Regions from separate parts of the Mus musculus genome. Here region 1 is linked to region 2. A link is a contact called in public Hi-C data. All regions are on one chromosome and are shown on one strand. Each heading gives the region's core, a stretch centred on a gene start, on an enhancer-like site or on the middle of the called end of the contact. The rest is flanking DNA. Distances are from core to core; before and after follow the strand shown.

Region 1 (5,687 bases), core at 2,588-5,087, 260 kb before region 2:
AAAGGATGCTGGGTGCACAGGTGAAAAGGATGCTGGGAGGGCAGGTGAAAGGATGCTGGGAGGACAGGTAAAAAAGATGCTGGGAGGGCAGGTGAAAAGGATGCTGGGAGAGTAGGTGAAAAGGATGCTGGGAGGACAGCTACCCAGCCCGAAGTAGATCCTACTCTGAGCAGCACACCCCTTTACAGAAGGCCCGCTGTAAGGTTTAAGTTGACACGGTGAAGGTAAAAGCCAGACGCTTTCCCAGCAGCAACACACTCTGACTATTAGAGAATCCACCGATGAGAGGAGAAGCTCCAAAATATCTGTGGAGTCGTTCTGATCTGTAGGAAATTAAAATTAATGCAATTGTTAAAAAAAAAAAGTGGTCTGGCAGTCTTGTACCTGAGAAGTGGAGAGTCCATTTTTCGGGGCCAGTTCCTTGTTAAATGAAGTGTTTGTCCTATTGACTGAGTCAGTCCAGTAGCTGAGGAGTTATATTTGCCACAAGAGAATTAAAACCTGGAGAACAGGCACAGATGTCGATTTGATCCAACTAGAAGAAAAGGCCCAAGAGGCCAACTGTTCCTTCCATCGAATCTGTAGGATCCTAGAGTTGAGGTAAGAAAGAAATTTTGAGGATCTCCCTGGTCCCAGCACACTGGGACACTTCAGTTCCCCCTCTCCAGCGCCATTATGGTGCCCACACTAGCCTTGACTTGGGAGCTAAAGGTGCTATGTTGGGCACAGTGGGACTGGTGACTAGTGAGGGCACAGGCTAGCCCTCAAACCACTCAACAGAAAGTGAAGAAATGAGTGGGTCCAGTTTGGGTGAGAAGCAGGCTGAGAAAATATGGTCAAGTTTGCAAGAAAGTGGGTAGAGAGAACCAGTTAGGAAAAAAAAATCAACAAATCCTCTACCGAGTACAGAGAAACTTTAGCCATTTTATAATTTTTATTGGACAGAAGACCCCAGGAGGACTGTGGAAAGAGTTGATTGGAGAGATCCCTGGAAAAGAAAATGGTTGCAGTTATGTAAGCCATGCTCCCCTCACATCTGGAGTCCTGTGTCCTCTGTGGTCTTAGTTTCTTTAGGAATAGTCTACACTTTCATCTGGAGTTCTAGTGCCACCCAGGAAGCATCAGTATCTCCACCTTTACCCAACTGTTGCTGAATCCAGTGGAGGCAGACTCTGCAAACGAACCTCAGAGACCGTTATGGGAATTTGGAAACTTTATGGTCTGAAAAGTGGGTCTCAGCACTTTAACTTTTATTCTCTCAAGGAGCTTATAAATCTTTCTTCATTTAGCAGTTTTCGGGAAAGTGACAGCTTTTGTTAGTCAGGCTAAAGTGAGATTAGAAATAAAAATTTTAACCATTAATCCTCACTGATTAAAATGAACGGAGAAATCAGATTGTTACCAACTGCGTGCTAATTTCGGCGGAAGTCTTTGGCAAGAGGCATTGGAAATTTTCAGTCCGCTGAGCTCATTCACAATGCCTCACTACCGATGGCAGAGAGTCAAGGTCGCCTTCCCTTCTCGGCCCATTGTGTGAACAATGACTATTTCAAAATCAGTCCAATAAGATGTAAAAATGGAGTCCTAAGCAACACTGTTTCTCAGCTATCGCTTTCCGCGTACCACCTCCAGCATCTCCATTCAATACCAGTCTGCCCCCTAGACACCAGAGAAACCCAGATGAGGGGCTGGCCCCTCACATCTGCATCAGAGCATCAGCATCAAAGCAGGTGTCGCCTCCACGAGCCGTTTCTATTACACTCACACAGCACGGGGAGGGGAGGGAAGACTTCGTGCCAATAAGCCACATCAATTCATCAATCAAAATGAATCCGTGCACTAATTAAACTAGGGGAAAATAAAAAGTAGGCATTTGTGTTACAGACAGGGAGAACACTGTAGGGAGGGAGATGGGGGGCGAGGTGTATTTTCAGGACAGCGAAGATTTGACAGGCACAACATCGATTAGCAAAGGCAGGAAACACATGACTGGAATGTACAGCAAGTGGTTCTTTATGTTAAAAGAATAAGCAGACATAAGTGAACAAATGGAGCACCCACAAGCATTCGCATACCCAAGGAGGCGAATTTGGTCAGGTGGAGCAGTGGCCGCAGTAGCAATGCCTGCCTTGTTGGGAGCCTTCACCGGGGGGAGACCTAAGAGCAGCAGTTAGAAACCCCGAGTCCCCTCTGTCTCCATGTCGATGTCTGCTTTATTACGGAGCCCTTTCTCCTTTTGTTAATCGTCCACAGCCACTATGCATAGCATAAGATTAGGACAGGGCACAAAGGTTCCGAGCTAAGGGAGGAGAGGAAGACAATTCAGTGCATGGTCTTGGTAAACATGTCTGTCATTAGAAAGTGACAAGTTCCCTCTACTTGGTTACCTGGAGGGTTTGCATTACCAGGGATGTGAGCAACTGGTCCTTGTCCTTGAGTTTTCTTCTCCTCTCCCCTGCTTCTGCTTCTTCATTCTGAGCTGAACTCTTCTCCAGCTGCTTCTATATATCATATATCAAAAACGTCTGAACAGAAGAGGGACCTTCATTTATCCTATGGAGTGTTTCATCTATATGACACCAGGTCTCTACACGGGAAGAAGGAAACCTTAATATCTGCCTCTTAACGCTCAGCATTGTGTAGACAAAACATCTGCTCAAACAACTTAGTTCATGTTTCCGTCCGATTCATATCACAGAGACCCTCACACCCGTGTGCAGGCTGGCTTCTCCTCTACCGAGATCAAGCATGTAGCTGTCCTAGATTGCGTGTACGACTCAATGCATTAGACACAGAGAGAAAACAAAAAGACCATGGGGTCGTTTCCCTGTTTGCACTAAAAATCAGTCGGCTATTAGCTAACTTCCGTAGTTTCATCTAGTAACGCTGATGCTTGATTTAACAATATACTTGTGTGTGTGTGTGTGTGTGTGTGTGTGTGTGTGTGATATAGTGTCTGTATGTATACACATGTAGACCAGAGGTCAACACTGAATATCGTCCTCAGGTACTCTCTATATTATTCTTTGAAACAGCATCTCTCTTTGAACCTAGAGGTCACTGGTTCAGCTAAGATGGCTGGCCGGCAAGCCTCAGGGATCCTCCCGTCTCTGACGCCAGCATTGAGATTATAGGTATGTACCCCCACTCTCAGCTCTTTCCCTGGGTGCTGGGGATTGGAACACGGGTCTCACGATAGTTCAGCTTGTAGCTCTTGAGTTCTCTTCCCAGCCCTCCAAACAATATACTTTCATCGTCTCTTGTCAGTGTTTCAGCTAGAGTAGAAAACTTTAATATCTGCCTCAGAATTTCAATTTTATAGATTATTGGGGGCACATCATTTTCTTTTTAAGTGTGCTCTCTTAAAAGCAGAAATCTAGTTTAACAAGCTTCTAAAATTTAATTAAAAGGCAAAATCTTGCTCCAAAGCTTTGAGACGAGGGAGACCGTGTATCTCAGGCATGAGGTCCAGGTCCAGCTCCCGTGAACACATGCAACATCCCCATAAGAGCTACGTTAAATGCTGCTCCCTCACTGCCCAGAAAGAGCAGCTGTAGTCAGTCAAGTTCAATGTCAGCTCCACCACCAGTGGAGTCCACAACAGAGCAGAGAACTTTCCAGATCTTCCTCCCAAACTGGCCCCGAGACAAACCCGGCTGGCGCAGAGTGCGCACGAGGTGAAAAATAAAACTCTTTTTGTGTTCCCCGAGGCAGACCGTGAAACTGTAAAGATGAGCTGGCATTTTGTTTTATTTTGTGTAATAAAACTGCTCTTTTCACAGCAGTTGGCCCTGGGGGAGTTTCAAATTGCACTGCTCGGCTGCAGCTGTGGGTGTGGCCGGACTCCATCCCAAAACAGTTTGGAGGCCACAGCTGTGTTGGGCCCAGAGGATCTTAAAATTAACATCTGGGCTGCATCCTTTCAAGTTTGCCCCCCCCCCCCCCCACCAAGTCGAGTCGTTTTCACAGGGCAGGAGCACTGATTTGAAGAGTCTGTTCTTGCCTTAACCAGAGTTACTTGAGGAGTATCAAATTTTACCAAAGACTGACACTCGCATTTGGCCTGGGTCACTTTCTGAATCGTCCCCGGGTGATGCTGCGGTTAGGCATGGGAAACCCCGGAGCAGCATTTCTCTGATCTACAAGCAGTCAGTTTCCCGGGAGTAACAGGCTGGTAGATTTTATTTGTGGTAGTTGTTCATATTTACGAGTTCTCGGATCCTTCTTATGTGTTGCCGTTCCTGTCTGCTCTCACATCTGGGGAGTGTGTGTGACCTCTGAACACATTCACCCTCTGAGTTGAGGGTGGAATCACTGTTCTTTCCTGGGGTCTTCTTTCCCGACCTTGGACCAGAACAGCAACGTGGGCATCATTTGGGGAGACAGGAAAAGCCCCTACCAGACCACCTTGGTCTTGAGTGGAGACCAAGACAGCTTTGGGAGGGAGCCGCACTGCCTGGTGAGCCAAAGCACCCGGAGCCACCAGAGTCAGTGCTAGCCATCAGCTTTTGGGTAGGGTGAGCCTGGGGGAGAGGAACTGTTGAGTAGAGAAAGCCTCAGCTTTCAGGTGTCCTTTCCCCTCATGCAGTCTGAGGGAGTTTAGTTCTTGCACCTGGCATTCCTATTGCCTGGTCTGTGTGCTTCCTGTCAGGCCCACATCCCAGCCCCAGCTGAAAGACAGATGCAGAGGCCCTGACAACATGGTCCAGCACCTGAGGCCACTTCACCTTTCATGTTGTTGGGGACAGAAACAGGATAAAGGGTATAAAATCCCAAAGCTAGCCTCAAGGGAATATGTGGGTAGTAGTCAACTGGGCAGAGAAGCCCTTATTCAAACAGAAGACAGAAACACCTACAGTGATGACAATACAAAATGTCTGCTCTAGACTGCCAGGGTGCCTTCTGCCTTAAGGAAGGGGCAATTCTTTCTCCTCTCCTCTCCTCTCCTCTCCTCTCCTCTCCTCTCCTCTCCTCTCCTCTCCTCTCCTCTCCTCTCCTCTCCTCTCCTCTCCTCTCCTCTCCTCTCCCTCCCCCCCCCCTCTCATCTGTGGAGAGCTAAGCTCTCTGGAAGATACCCTGATCACAGGCTCAGGTAAGGAACACAGAACACAGGGAAATCTTTCCTGTTAAAACTCAGAACAAGCTCCAGGTCATGGCCATACTCCTGTCTTATCACTCCTGTCCCACCCCAGTCAGTCCTGTAAAGCCTACATCTGTCTGCTGCTGGCCTGAATCTGCAAATAGGGGCATCCAGCTGACTGATAGTGTTCATATCACTCACAAAGGAAGTCTGGGTGCGATCCTGAGATGAGGGCCTCTGGCAAGTTGTCACTTCTGCTCCTCTCAGTCTGGAAATGGGGAGAACAGCCTGGGGTTTGAGCTTTAAGGTGGCAAAGTGTTTTCTTTAGGTTAGTCACCATTTCCAGATGTCATTGGTGATTTGCTAGTAAATGAAATTCCATTGGAAAGACTCAACCCTAGGGTAAGGGTTAGAGGGTTAGGGTTAGAGAGAAATGGTTAGGGTTAGAGTGTAGTTAGGGTTAAAGGGTTAGAGTGTTAGCGTTAGAGGGTTAGGGTTAGTTAGGGTTAGGGTAGGATATCCTCTCTAAGACTAACACATCAACAAAGCAGGGCTCCTGTGGAAAACATGACCTACTGAAACGAAAGCTTTGTCCTCCTCAGAAAAG
Region 2 (5,716 bases), core at 583-3,082:
TGTTTGGTAGTATTGTTCTCCATTTTGTTTTAGAATATAAGTAAATATGTCATTTATCTTGATGCGAGACAGGGTCCTTCTCAGTGGGTTACAGTAATATATAAATGTGTGCAGTTAAGATATCTACCTAACAAAGCTAGACTAATTCATTTGATTAGTTTTCAATACCAATCTCTGACTGCTAGAGTTACCAAACAGCAAATGGACAGTTAAATCCTCAGTCTGTGACTAATATTTATATGTTTGCCCCAGGCCAAAGAACCTGGTGTGCTGGCTTGCTAAATTCTAGGGCTTTTCAGGGATCCTGCTTACTTCTGGATGTCTAAATGGTCAGGCTTATGAGACCACCAGAATTCACTGCTGCTGCTTTGTCATTCCTTGACAACTGTGGAAGCAAAACATCCCCTCCTGCCTCCTTGTTGACCAAGTTTGTCTTTAATGGTGGACCAGTCTCATCAAAATAGATTCTTGAGGAGCTAAGCAAGCCCGTGGAACAGATGACATATTATTTTTGCTCTGTGGCATGTCCCTAGAAAACTCTCTATGTAAAAAAGACTCAGAGGTACAACTAGAGCGCACAACCAGAGTCATCTCCTGCCTGTTTGCACTGTTGTAAGGAATTTCCAGACCTGCTTCATGGCCTGGTGTCCATTTCTGTACAAGCAAGGGTAGTAACTGTGTTGTTCTCTTTGGGGGAAGAAAAATAAAAAGCCTTTGCAGCACCCACCAGACAGAACCCTAAAGAAGCCCCTCTTCCAAAGCATGGTGACCTGAGAATATTGTTATAAAACCTGGGGGGGGGGAACCCAGTTTATTTCTTTCCAGAAATCCCTACTCCTTGTGAACTCTGCTTGAACCTAAAAAGCAGGACTGGGTCATAAATCATTTGGACAATGGTCAACTGTTCAGTGGCTCATCTTTTCCATCACACCCCCCCCCTTTAAGGCTTTCTTTTCTCACCCTTTGGTACCTTTGCTCATTTGAGCACCAAGACCCAAATGCTGGTGGGGGGGGCAGTTGGGGGAGGGGCAGATGATCAGGATTTCTTGTTTTGGAGTAGTCCTCTGTTGCCCTCTCTCCTTCTGCTTAGTTCCTCCTCCTCCTCCTCCTCCTCCTCCTCCTCCTCCTCCTCCTCCTCCGGCCATCCACCCCCCCCCACCCAAACTCCAACCCGAGGAATGGGACTGTGCAGCCATTCAGTCTCCTGGAGCACCCCTAGACCTCTTAGAGAAGAGTCACCAAACAGACAGGCTAGTCATTTTCCAAAGTCCCCGGAAGTTACCCAACTCAATTTGGAGGCCTAAAGGCAGGCCCCAAGACAGGGCCAAATGGTTTCCAACCGGAAGGAAGACCAGGCACCCTCGCAGAGCTCCCACCACTCTCTCTCCAGCCATGCCGGCCCGCCCAGCTGGCCTAGCCTCAGAAGCACCGGAGTCCTGATACTTGCTCACTGCACTTAATTCTGCCCAGATCAATACCTAATATGATACCGAATAAATAAAAGGCGCTCACAGCGGCCAGGGGACAGGGTTATTAAGCAGCTGGAGCTCTCACGGTGCATATCAATGCACCTGTCATTGTGGTTTGTAACAAAATTTATGACTGTGACCACGGCAGCAGTAAACGCTTCAGTAAGGAATGAAAAGAAAAACATTTCCCAAGGCCCGGCACTTTTCAGAAGTGGAAAGCAGGCTCCGCGTAGGAGGCAGCACGGCAAAAGAATCCCCTACTCCGCACTTTTCCCGTTTACACACCCTGCGTGCGAGCTGCGGGGATTATATAAAGTGGCCGGCGCCAGCCTGGCCTAGTAGCAGCTGTGCTCGGCAGTCCAAGTTGGAAAGAGAGGATCGCAAGCCCGGCCGAGGACCACAGACCTGCTGCCCGCCTGGTCTCGGACTCTAGGAGGCTCGATGGATGCCAGGCGTTTGCTCGCTCGCTCGCTCGCCCGCCCGCGGCTGCCATGGGAAGGCCGCCGGAGAGGAAGGCTTGGGCTGGGAGGGAGGCCACAGTCTCTGGATGTGTCAAGCGCGGCTGTGGTAGTGAATAGCTTACTGCCACCGTCAGTCGGTGCCAGTCTTGGGTGGCAGAAGTGGGAGGTGATGGGACACTGGTTGTGTCAGTTTCTCTTAAAATTCTTGGAGGTTCAAGTTGGTCTAACCTCCACTCCCTATTTTGTCTAACCCGGGTCTTCCAATAACCCAGGGATCTTATCCTGGAGGCGGCGACTTTTACTGGGCATTCTTGTTAATTCAGTAGAACGGAGCGGTGACACTCTTTGCTCTGATGGCTTTGCTACTTCTGGAAAACCAGTCTTCAGCGGGTTTGCTGAGAAGAGAATTGACTGCCCACTTTCTCCCGACCCCTCTCAGCCTGAGCCTCTTCTGCCCTTTGGGAAGCCCAGGACGCCCATTCTAAATCACTCCTGTTTAGCCGGGATAACTCAGTACTGTAGCATACCCTGCATTTAAGACAGCGGACGCACTCTATTAAAGCGCCATAAATTTGAAGGCCGATGATCGGTTCTCATGTAACAGGCAGCAGTTCACACTGAGGTGATCCACTTCAAAGCCACCCTTTGTTTTATGTCTTGATGTATGAATCCTGGGATGGCTATCTTGAGTTAAGGGGGTGGGGGTGGGCATGGAAATGTAGAGCAAATTATTTATTTGTTTATTTAAATCACCCCCCACTCACCACAATATTGCATGTATATTGTCTTGAATTTTATCTCTAACACTTTTTGTAGGCTCTTCAGTTTTCTTTGGTGTTCTGCGGAAGCAGATCTGGAACAAAATGGAAAACTCAGTAGCAGCTGGTTCTGTCTTCCAAACATACCAGGAGAGCCTTTACCCTCTTTAAGGGTGTCATAATCAATGTGACCATTGTATGTGGTGCCTGCAGCTATTCCAGACGCTTTGGCCCCAGCAGAATGAAGACACAGTTGGATCCAGGGGAGCTTGAGGGCAAAAATCTTTGGCTGGATGGGGGAGGGGAGAGAGAACCTGGTCATGAGGAAAGGACCAGGGGGTGAGCCAAGTGGGTCAGCCCTCTCAGAGAAGCCCTAAAATAAGGTAGGAGGAAGCTTACAGGTTAGAGGGACAGGAAAGGAGGGTAGATGTGCAAGGGCACCTGGGTGGATGTTACTGGAGCTGCCTCCTCAGGGTCCGGGTAAACGGGGAGTTAGGTAAACTGGAAATTCGGCTCTAGCTATATCCTGATTTGCACATTATCTCTCTGGCTCAGCTAGCTTTCCTGGAAGTTGTTAGAGAATGCCCACACCAATCTGGGCCTGGGCTGCTTAGTTCTGGGTCCGGACTAGACTATAAATATCGTAAGAAGCCAACAACCTTCCCTATCTCCAACCCCAAACCAAGACCAAGCCAAACCGCTCACCACTGCGGCTGCTCAGCACGAGCCGGTCTCTGGTCAGGTGAAAGGAGGGAGAGGCAGTCTCTCTCTTGCATCTGCCCTGTGCAATTTGTCGACTCAGTAGTTTGCAAACACTAAACTGCACCCGGGAAAACCCCACACAAAGCGTCCAGGGAGCTTCTAAAGACGAGAGAGCGTAGCCATAAGCCTTTGAAGTGACCTTTGGCTCATGCTGCAATAAGTCACCTCTTAATGAACACCCAACGGAAGCGCCTCAGAGAGATGCCAGCCCGGTAGGACTCCTAACTTCGCGGCCCGACTTCAGCTTCCCAAGATGGCCTGTGTTGGGGAAGACTCCTCATTTGTCTGCTTTCTATGTTCCAACCCTCTTGGCTGCCCCCCCTCCCCGAGGGTGACACAGTGTAGGTGCACCCCCTCCCCGAGGGTGACACAGTGTAGGTGCAGGGGTTATCAGGATGCTCAAACCGGTGGCCTCAGTCCCCATACCGTTTTATATCATACAATAGCACGGGCAGACATCAACCTGCGCAGCTTGATCATTTTTACTTATTTTTTAGAAGGTTTCTTTAGAAATAGGATCACTCCCTGAGAAGAAGAGCCTCGCAGTCCCAAAATTTAGCATTTAGCTAAATTTTGCTTTCCAGGCGTTGAGGAACCTGGTAAGTTCGTGCCTGGGCTTTTTATAGTGAGGGGTGCTCTCTGAGCTCTGGGTACAGGGGTCTTGGGAAGTGGATAGGGGAAAGGACCTCAAGTCAGTTGGGTCACAAGCAAAACATCCTCCCTGCAACCCCCCAGAGCTCTCTTCTGCGTTTTCTGCCCTGCCCTGCTTCAAGCCACGCAGGACTGGCCTAATTTTGGATTTTGAGTGCCCCCCCCCCCTGTCGTGGTCTGAACCCGGCTGACTTCGTCCTGCCTGAGTTCCAACACACTTTTCGCAGCCAGAAACTTCAGAAGCAGAAGGGAATCTTGTCCGCTAGCTGTTGGGGAAGATCTGACTCCAGACATACCCCCACACCCCACCCACCAGCAGTACCCAGGGAAAACTCTTCAGGATAGGACCAGAGTAGAGCCTTGGTGGGGATTATTGAAAATTTCGGGGAAGTTATAAGTGAGTGCTCCATGGGGCCAAATGAAATGCTGCTTGCAGTAATTGGATTCAGCTGACTAAGCTGGCAGGCTTGCAGCTCCGAGGCAATGAGCAAAGAAAAATGTCCACCAACTTCAAATTCTGATGGAGCCCAGTGCAGCTGATTGACAAAACAACTTTTCCTGCTCCCTTTGATGGCTAAGACTTTGGACCTCAGTCCTCCTCCCACTGGGGACTGTCCCAACTTAAATTTAGACAGTGCTTCTCCTCCTCACTTGGGGTTCCGGTCTCTGGGGTAGTCTAGTAGATTCGGCCCACTTCTGCTCACAGGGTCACTCGCGCTTGCCTTGGTTGGGAAAAAGACCTGTGATATTTGTCTTCTACACTTCTAGCCTGGAGCCACGAGGAACAAGTCAACAAAGGATATGAGGAATGCAGGAACCAATATGATTTAGCTTTCACCACGTAGGGTTATTTGGAGAGAAGGACCCAGAAACACTAAATCTGTTCATCATTGTAACAGCCAAAGCCTATGCTGCTGATACACTGGGGAACCCTCTCAAACTCCTCAGGGTAGTTTTTTTTGGGGGGGGGGTGTCTTTAATTTCCGAGACGTTTTAACTCCTATGGGGGAACATAGGAAGCCAACAGCAAGAGGTAAAGGCTGAGTGTGCAGAGATGGTTCTCAGAACAATACAGGGAGCTGGCTGGCCACACGGTTTATTTTAAATATGGATAAATCAACCTCCTGCACCCAAGATACAGAATTAATATGATGTTCCATCTTACTTTGGCAGTGACAGTGTAAAAAAAAAAAGTCTCCTTTTATTCATTCTATTTTCAGTCCTTTCTCATAACTACACATTTACCCTCAAAATACTAACTCCTAGCCCCTAGTCCGCTTAACAAACCTAGTCCTCAAGCTGCTAAACACCCCCGCACCCCCCAGTGCTGCCGGCCACCCTCTAAGCCTGGTAAGGTAGTGTCCTCTTAACCTTTTGTAGGCGGGGAATGTCCCCATAAAAGCGCACCTCGTTACGATTAATCACCGTCCTCAATGTATATGTAGAAGTGTATGTAGGTCTGCGGGCTGCCTCACCAATTGGCAATAATCAAGATCACAGATTACACAAAATAAATCATATTTAGTATCCCGCTCAGGGCAGCAAGCAGCCCTGTGCCCAAAGATTTCCATTTTGTCATGCAATTGCTTACCTGGATCCCAATTTATCATAAACC

Evidence for each region. Hi-C and Micro-C count contacts between places; a contact is called where the count stands out from the background.
Region 1: a Hi-C map of uterus shows a contact between it and region 2, with 4 times the contacts expected there. The contact joins two enhancer-like sites. A contact is called at or near these places in 6 of 39 promoter capture datasets (the HPC-7 cell line, cancer-associated fibroblasts, embryonic stem cells and 2 more), 1 of 484 Hi-C or Micro-C datasets (uterus), 8 of 115 datasets of contacts at active chromatin or transcription factors (craniofacial prominence, embryonic forebrain, embryonic hindbrain and 5 more) and 3 of 9 other capture datasets (adipose tissue, macrophages and pancreatic islet).

What each region holds. Positions count from the first base shown.
Region 1 is chr2:74,998,616-75,004,302 of GRCm38.p6, reverse strand. No RefSeq gene overlaps it. Among named protein-coding and RNA genes, the nearest start is that of Gm46748, 60 kb to the left of the region's middle. Within about 2 kb of position 3,837, at least 46 of the 459 cell types and tissues checked have an H3K27ac peak or open chromatin away from gene starts, as enhancers often do. A contact at or near this core is called in uterus, where this site is marked.
Region 2 is chr2:74,736,682-74,742,397 of GRCm38.p6, reverse strand. All of the region lies in intron 1 of Hoxd3 (homeobox D3), which reads right to left. Among named protein-coding and RNA genes, the nearest start is that of Gm14424, 13 kb to the left of the region's middle. Within about 2 kb of position 1,832, at least 18 of the 459 cell types and tissues checked have an H3K27ac peak or open chromatin away from gene starts, as enhancers often do. A contact at or near this core is called in uterus, where this site is marked.